2 separate regions of the Sus scrofa genome follow, and region 2 is linked to region 1. A link is a contact called in public Hi-C data. All regions are on one chromosome and are shown on one strand. Each heading gives the region's core, a stretch centred on a gene start, on an enhancer-like site or on the middle of the called end of the contact. The rest is flanking DNA. Distances are from core to core; before and after follow the strand shown.

Region 1 (3,819 bases), core at 517-3,016:
GTGGGTTCAATCCCTAGCCTCGCTCAGTGGGTTAAGGATCGGGTGTTGCTGTGAGCTGTGGTGTCAGCTGCAGATGAGGCTCGGATCTGGTATTGCTCTGGCTGTGGTGTAAGCCAGCGGCTATAGCTCCAATTCAACCCCTAGCCTGGGAACCTCCATATGTTGTGGGTGCGGCCCTAAAAAGACAAAAAAAACCAAAAAACAATAATAATAATAATAATAAAGTCACCCGACATGATTTCCCTTTACCTGGTTAAGCCACCAACTTGATACCTACATTCATTTGTTGCGTTTTGGTTTTTAAATTTTTGATTTTTCATAATTCTGTAAAACTTACGTTATTCCAAAGTCAAATCTACAAAACAAGATACAGAGAAGTCTAGCTTCTATCCTTATTCTTTCCTTATACTTGTTTCATCTCTCCCAAAAAGGTAACTATTTGATTTAATAATTTATCTTTCCACTTAAAAAATCCATAAGCAAATGTATGTGTTCTTGCTTTCTTAGATAAATAATAAGGCACTATATACACCTTTATTCATCTCGTCAGCACTATGTTTCTGACAATCTACAGTTCATCTTTTTAAAAACTGTACTGTCTTCTAGGTTCAGTCTACTCACTTCTTGGAATAACTTGTTGATAGGTATTCCCAGAAATCTAAACCAAATGAACTTGAGTTTTAATTCATACCATTACTTCTGGCAAAAGTTTGTGTAGGGAGGAGGGGAGGAGGACTTGGCAGTCATAAGCAAAGCTGTCTTGAATGAATGAGGGCATGACCTTCCCAGGAAATTAATGTATATTTTTGGTGGTAAAATCCACATAACATAAAATTGACCATTTTAAACATTTCTAAGCACACAATTCAGTGGCATTTAGTACATTCACATTGTTGTGCCACCAACACCACTATCCATCTCCACATTCTAAACGGAAACTCTGCATCCATTAAACAATGTCTCCACAACCTTCCAGGATTTCTTTCTTTCTTTTCTTTTCTTTTCTTTTTTTTTTTTTGGTGGAGGGAGCCACGCCCAGGGCATGTGCCAGTAATGGAACCTGCGCCACAGCAGAGATCCCAGGCCGCTGCAGTGACAACGCGAGGGGTCCTTAACCTGCTGCGCCAAAAGGGAACTCCCAGGCTTTTTAATAAGGCTAAATAGGAAGGAGCACCTGCTTGTCAGTTGCAGGCCTAGGCACTAAGATGATTCTGCCTTCCCAGCTGAGCAGGGATTCCGTGGTGACTAAACTGGCTCTCGGGTTAACACTCCCGCCCTCACCTATTGTCCCAGCGGGAGGAACCGGTATTTCCGGATTGGGGCCTCAGACCCTGTGATTCTGGCTAAGGGTGAGGTCGGTGGAGGAGGGGAACGGAAGCTGATCATAAAAGTCAACTTTCCACCAAAATAATTAACCTGCTTTTCCATCCCCCACAACAAAAACAAAGACCTCCAACACCACCAATCAAACACCCACCCACAATGGTCCCCAACCTCCTGTGGTCTTTGAAAGGGTTGCTAGGCTGACCCCTTCCTTGCCCACCTCCCTGGAGAGGATCGAAAATTCGACCTGGTTACGAATAAAGAAAGGAGCACAGCGAATTCCAATTGCCCTTCGGCGGAAAGAAAGCCCAGTGGCAGTTTTGCAGAGAAAGGAAGAGGCCAGGGAGTGGGCGTCCGGGCTGGAGTAACCAGACTGTCCCTGTGGCCGCAGTCCCTGCCCCACCGCTGGGTGGCGAGTGTGAGCCCCTTTCCGTCCTTCCCGATCCCACAAAGTAGCGCTACAACAAACGGAGTTTCTCTCCCCTGGCTCGCGCTCTTGGCACTCTCCGGGGCTTGAAGGAAGCAGGTAACAAGACGCTGCCCACCCTCGTCCCCTCCGGACCGCCGCTCTCTGGATCGGTGCCGCCCCGATCCCCCCACTCTGAATTTTTTTTCCTTTCTCCCAAATCTCCAAACAGGAAATAGTTTGAGTCACAATAATACACAGGAGCAGCAGCCGAGGCCACTCGCGCCCGCCCATTCCCGGGGCCGCCTCCAGCACTCTGGCCGGGCGAGGCGCCTCCGGCAACGCGCGAGGAAAGCGCAGGGGACACCGGCCCAGCAGCCGGCGCCGCGTCGGAGGCGCCCAAGCGCCTGGCAGAGCCACCCTCGCCCAGCGCCGGACTCCGCCAACTGCAGCCACTACCCGCTTCCAGGCAAGTACCCTTCTGCCTAGGCTCACGGCTCGCGGATACCTTCCCCAGGTCCTGACTTTGGAGAGGGAGGGTTTTGCAGGGTGTGGAGGAGCGCTTGCGCCCTGGCTCCGTCGTGGGGGCGGAGGTAGGGGGCAGTGCGAGTGAATTGAGTCGGTATCACCTCATGTCCCTGTGGAGTTGAGGTGTACTTTATTGGGAATTGATTTTTTTCCTTTCTGGTGATTCTTAACTGACCTTTGCCTCCCCCTCCCCCTCTCCCCCTCCCCCGGCGGGGGGATGACAGCGCGTCACAGGGTTTCTCTTGGGGGAATCGTCTAGAAGTGGGTTGGAGCGCGCAACTGGGGCAGCAACAGGTGCCTGGGAGCCACCTTCTTTTTCCTACCTGGCCTGGCGCCTTGTCCCCGAAGGGGTGGGAACTGTTTCACTTTCTGTTGAGCTTCTCTTTAACCAGATTAAAAGGGCCTCTGAGTTTCTGTTGGTGCAGTCAGCGTTTGCAGTATCTGAAGGAAGCGGGAGCTGGGGTCTTGGATTTATGCGTGCGAAGGGGGCAGGGTGGGGGCTGCTGGTTAGCTGAGAGCAGGTGATGGCTGCCTGGGCTGCGGGTGGAGACAGCTGCGGAGCCTGAAAACTCCGCACACCTGAGCGGTATGACTGTGAGGCCGGGGAGGTGCGGCCAGCTCAGGCCGGGAGCGGAATCCGCGCGCCCAGAGCAGCAGAGTTTTGGAGAATTTTTTTTTTTTTTTTTCTCTCCCTTCACTTTCTGACACATTTGTAAGGGAGGGGCCGGGCTTGTCTACGTGCTGGGCGTTGTCAGTCTTCAAGAACTGCATTGCAAAGTTCTTCTATAGGGAACTCGGTTAAAACTGAGTTGGACATCTTTATTTGGATAAAGGCCACTGAATTCCAGGCATTCTTCAAACTTGAGAAGGGTATTTTCAAGACTGTTTTGAAGTCCGCTTCAGGGCTTTCTGCGAAACTGCCGCTCCGTCAGCTATCCTTATCGGCTGTGGCCGCTTCTTAGTCCGGAAGGTGGGTGGAAACTCTCGGGAGGTCCCATTCTGTCAGGCCTTCTATCCAAGTTTCTCAACGCATTTTTTACAAAAGGTGGTTGGTAGCTAAGTTAAGTGCTTAGCCATTGCGCCTGAAAGATATGATCAACCCTTTGTGTTTCCGGGCTAGGGGACCGTGGTTTTAGAGGGTTAGGTTCAGAGGGCGACAGTCTTTCCTTTTAAGCGCTCTGGGGCCTTGTGGCTTTGAGTGAGGTCCAAGGAACAGCAACAGCGGCATCACCTGGGGGCCTGTTAAAAATTCAGGACCTCAGGGCCCGCCCAGATCTGCTGAATCAAGATCGCCAGGGGATCCTTTGCATATTAACGTTTGGGAAACATGGGCCTAAGGCAGGTTGGGGTGAAGTTTTGTTGTTCTGTTGAAAGAGGTGATTGACACAAATGAACCTTTCCACAGAAAAGAAACTCACGACTTGGAAAACAGACTTATGGTTGCGGGGGTTGGGGGGAGTGGGATGGACTGGCAATCTGGGTTTAATAGATGCAAACTATTGCCTTTGGAATGGATAAGCAATGAGATCTTGCTGCATAGCACTGGGAACTTTATCTGGTTA
Region 2 (3,819 bases), core at 690-3,189, 67 kb after region 1:
CCTGTAGATTTTTTCCATTCCACCAGCCTCTGCTTTTTAGAATCAGATGAGCAGAGAAATAAAAGAAAATAGCAGCCCTCTGTTGATTTGTAGGATTTTACACATTATCACTGAAAGTATATAGAAATTTTTTGGGGTGGTTGTTTTTAGCTTTTTTCTCTTTTTATTGTTTTGATCTTTTTAGGGCCTCACCTGCTGCATATGGAGGTTCCCAGGCAAGGGGTTGAAAGAAATTTTTAATGTATAGTTGATTTACAATGTTGTGAAAATTTCTGCTGTACACCAAGGAACTCAGTCATATATATGTGTGTGTGTGTGTGTATACACATACCTATATATACACACACACACATTCTTTTTCTCATATTATTCTCCATCATGTTCTACACAAGAAGTTGGATATAGTTCCCTATGCTATACAGTAGTAATATATGGAAATTTTCCTCTAGGGAATTGTGAGTTGCGATTAACATATCAATGTTTTTAAGAGGTGTTTTCATTCTTAAGTGACCCATGTGTGTCCATTACTGTAGGACACCCCCAAAGACTAAGATGAGTGAGACACAGCCTTACGGGTAAGTAGATTACATAGACAACTAACTTAAATCACAGTTGTTACAGAAATGTTAAGACTGTCTTGCCAGGTGAAACAGAGTCTCTTCAAGTCTACAGCCTCTAGTTAGAATTGACTAACTAGAGGCTGTTTCCCACAGAAAACAGTTGTTGCTCATGTTAAGAAAAACTTGTTGTGGCTACCAAGTATATGGTTGTGGGATTCAGAAGAACATTCGTCTTAGATGTGCTGCTTTTTTGGGGAACATCCCTGTTAAGGATGAGAATCCCATCACAAGTTTTCTCAGGGTAAGAGTCTATCCTTTGAAAAACATCAAATACCTCTAAGAGGTTACCAGACATTCACACTTTAGTGTGAAGTAGGTCAGCTCTTTGTGCTATCTAGCTGAGATGGAATATATTGTTGAATTCCTGTTGATGGTACAGATAGAGAGGGAATTTTGGTGATGGAGCAGATGTTATGGAGTCCTGGGGGTTCACCTTTGGATGCTTTAGGGTAGGAGGATATTGAAAACCAGAGCAGCCAAGCCCATGGGGTAAAAAGAGTTGGAAGCTTCTAAGTGCAAACTGTTTCTTTCCTGTCCCCCCTGGAATTAAGAGTGCTTTTGTCTTTTCTTCACTGCTTCACTACATGGCTTTCTTCCCCCCAAGACCCAGAATTGATGAGTTTGATGAACTTTCATAGATAGCCTACTAAGGCTGACACTATTTGAAGTGTTGATTTTTGGTTCTAAGCTCAGCCATGACAAAGGCTGGATATATATTTCTGACCGGATTCTGAGTCAGACAGACTTCATGGTAGGCAGTGGAAACTTCTAGTGTTTTCACCCTCTCTTTTAAAAATTTCTCCTCAAGAGGGAGTTCCCGTCGTGGCGCAGTGGTTAACGAATCCGACTAGGAACCATGAGGTTGCGGGTTCGATCCCTGCCCTTGCTCAGTGGGTTAACGATCCAGCGTTGCCGTGAGCTGTGGTGAAGGTTGCAGACGCGGCTCGGATCCCGCGTTGCCGTGGCTCTGGCGTAGGCTGGTGGCTGCAGCTCCAATTCAGCCCCTAGCCTGGGAACCTTCATATGCCGCGGGAGCGGCCCGAGAAATAGCAACAATAACAACAACAACAAAAAAGACAAAAGACAAAAAAAAAATAAAATAAAATAAAATAAAAATTTCTCCTCAAGTGGCATTTGCCTTGGGGCTGTGGGTGCCAAATCGTCACTGTCTTTTTGTGAGAGTGCACAGACAGCAACCCAGCTTGAGATCAGGAGCCAAGGCTTTTACTTCTTTGTGTGTAACACATTTTTTCACACAGTGTCTTGCCCAACATGCAGGTTGATAATGCTACCACCTGTAGTTAATTATCCACTTGCAGGATTATCTGAAGCAGGATTTTGATCTCAGGCCAGCTTCCCCTGCAGTATATGATTGGAAACAGAGAACAAGTTCAGGTTTGTTTTTTTTTTCCCAAGGTAAAATATAACCAGAGACATTCCATTGCTACCAGAAACCAAGTGTAGTTCACTCTGAATTGACCTGACTTTTGGATTATGCACCCACTAATGACTTAGCCCTCATTAAGTAAAGACAGAAACAAGCAAATGAAACAAGGTTATCCCCAAATAGTGTCTGGATGCCGAGAACAGTCCGAAGGCTTATTGAAGATAGAAGTGAAAAAATCAAGGTGGAGGAAAGCAGGAATCAAGTGTGTGAACCTCCCTCGGTGCTAGTTGTGAGCACCTTGCTGGGTAAACTTTGTGTCTTGGTGGACAGATACCTGCACATCTGTTAGCAGTCAATTAACTAAATTTTGCAGAAATGTGGACTAGGGGTTAGCAAACTACAGCCAGCTGCCTTGTTGGTTGGGTGGTGGTGGTGTATTTTTTCCTGCCTGCTCTCCAAGAATTGTTCCTACCTTTTTAAACGGTTGCATTTTTTTTGGTGGTGGTGGAGGGAGGCCCTCTTGTGGCACATAGCACGTGAACGTTCTCCCGGCCAGGGATGGAACCCACACCACAGCAGCAACCCCAGCTGCTGTAGTGACACGCTGGATTAAATGGTTATGTTTCATTTTTTTAATTTTTATTTTATTTTTTGTCTTTTTAGGGCTGCGCCCTTGGCATATGGAGGTTTCCATGATGGGGGTCAAATCAGAGCTGTAGCTGCTGGCCTACACCACAGCCACAGCAAGATCAGATCCAAGCTCAGTCTGGGACACCACAGCTCACAGCAACACTGCATCCTTAACCCGCTGAGCGAGGCCAGCGATTGATTATTTTATTTATTTTTGTCTTTTTGCCTTTTCTAGGGCCTTCCTGCGGCATATGGAAGTTCCCAGGCTAGGGGTCCAATCGGAGCTGTAAGCCACCGGCCTACACCAGAGCCACAGAAATGTGAGATCCAAGCCGGCTCTGTGACCTACACCACAGCTCATGGCAATGCTGATTAACCCACTGATTGAGGCCAGGGATCGAACCCACAACCTCATGGTTCCTAGTCAGATTCGTTAACCACGGCGCCACGACAGGAATTCCCTAAATGGTTACATTTGAAATGGTTGTATAAGAGGTAATATCCTCTTACCTGCAGAGCCAAAAATGTGTACTATGTGGCCCCTTAAGAAAGTGTTTGCTCCGCCCTGGTTTAGAACTTCCAAAAACAGGGTGCTGGGTTTCTGGCCTATTCTTCTTCCATCTGGGAATAGGTATGTCAGATGCTGGGTTGTGAAAAATTCTGGCTTTATAAGGACGCTCTTGTCTGGGGTCCCTCTTGGCTGTGGGAAAGCTGGATGGAGAAGAGGGTGAGTCTGAGGACTGAAGGGGTGATTTGCTTCTGGTTTCGGTCTAGGAAGGTGACTGCTAACAGGGGCCAATTGAGAAGTTATGAATGTAGACGTCCTCCCGGTTAAGCAGTAACTTAAGTACAAGAAAACGGAGAAAGTGTACATCAAAACACATTTTATTTTGGGGGTGTAGAAAGGCCCTAAAAGTGAGATGTCCCTCTATGATAAAACGTTGCTTTCTAGGTTTTGGATATTCTTATTTATGCCCTGGGTTTCCAGCTTGGGAACAAATACTGTTGGTTGTATTTCCCAGTTGTTGGCTATTTTGCAAACAGTTCATTCTTTCCTATTGGGGAAAACTTTAAAGTTATGATAAATCACTGTCATGGTTGAAGTCTTGAAGAAATGTCGGGCAGGGGAGGAATTAATGATGTTCCTCTGACTCAGGGGATTTGGAAAGGCCGATAGACAGA

Evidence for each region. A called contact is a pair of places that touch in the nucleus more often than the background predicts.
Region 2: a Hi-C map of liver shows a contact between it and region 1, with 2.9 times the contacts expected there. The contact joins the enhancer-like site here to the promoter of TJP2 in region 1. A contact is called at or near these places in 2 of 5 promoter capture datasets (fetal liver and liver), 15 of 47 Hi-C or Micro-C datasets (alveolar macrophages, embryonic fibroblasts, fetal liver and 6 more) and 2 of 2 datasets of contacts at active chromatin or transcription factors (alveolar macrophages and skeletal muscle).

The regions. Positions count from the first base shown.
Region 1 is chr1:222,472,884-222,476,702 of Sscrofa11.1, forward strand. TJP2 (tight junction protein 2) reads left to right here and starts at 1,767. Exons shown (of 23, transcript NM_001206404.1): 1 at 1,767-2,198.
Region 2 is chr1:222,539,697-222,543,515 of Sscrofa11.1, forward strand. The region is part of intron 2 of TJP2 (tight junction protein 2); the gene reads left to right. Among named protein-coding and RNA genes, the nearest start is that of TJP2, 67 kb to the left of the region's middle. Within about 2 kb of position 1,940, at least 13 of the 83 cell types and tissues checked have an H3K27ac peak or open chromatin away from gene starts, as enhancers often do. A contact at or near this core is called in fetal liver and liver, where this site is marked.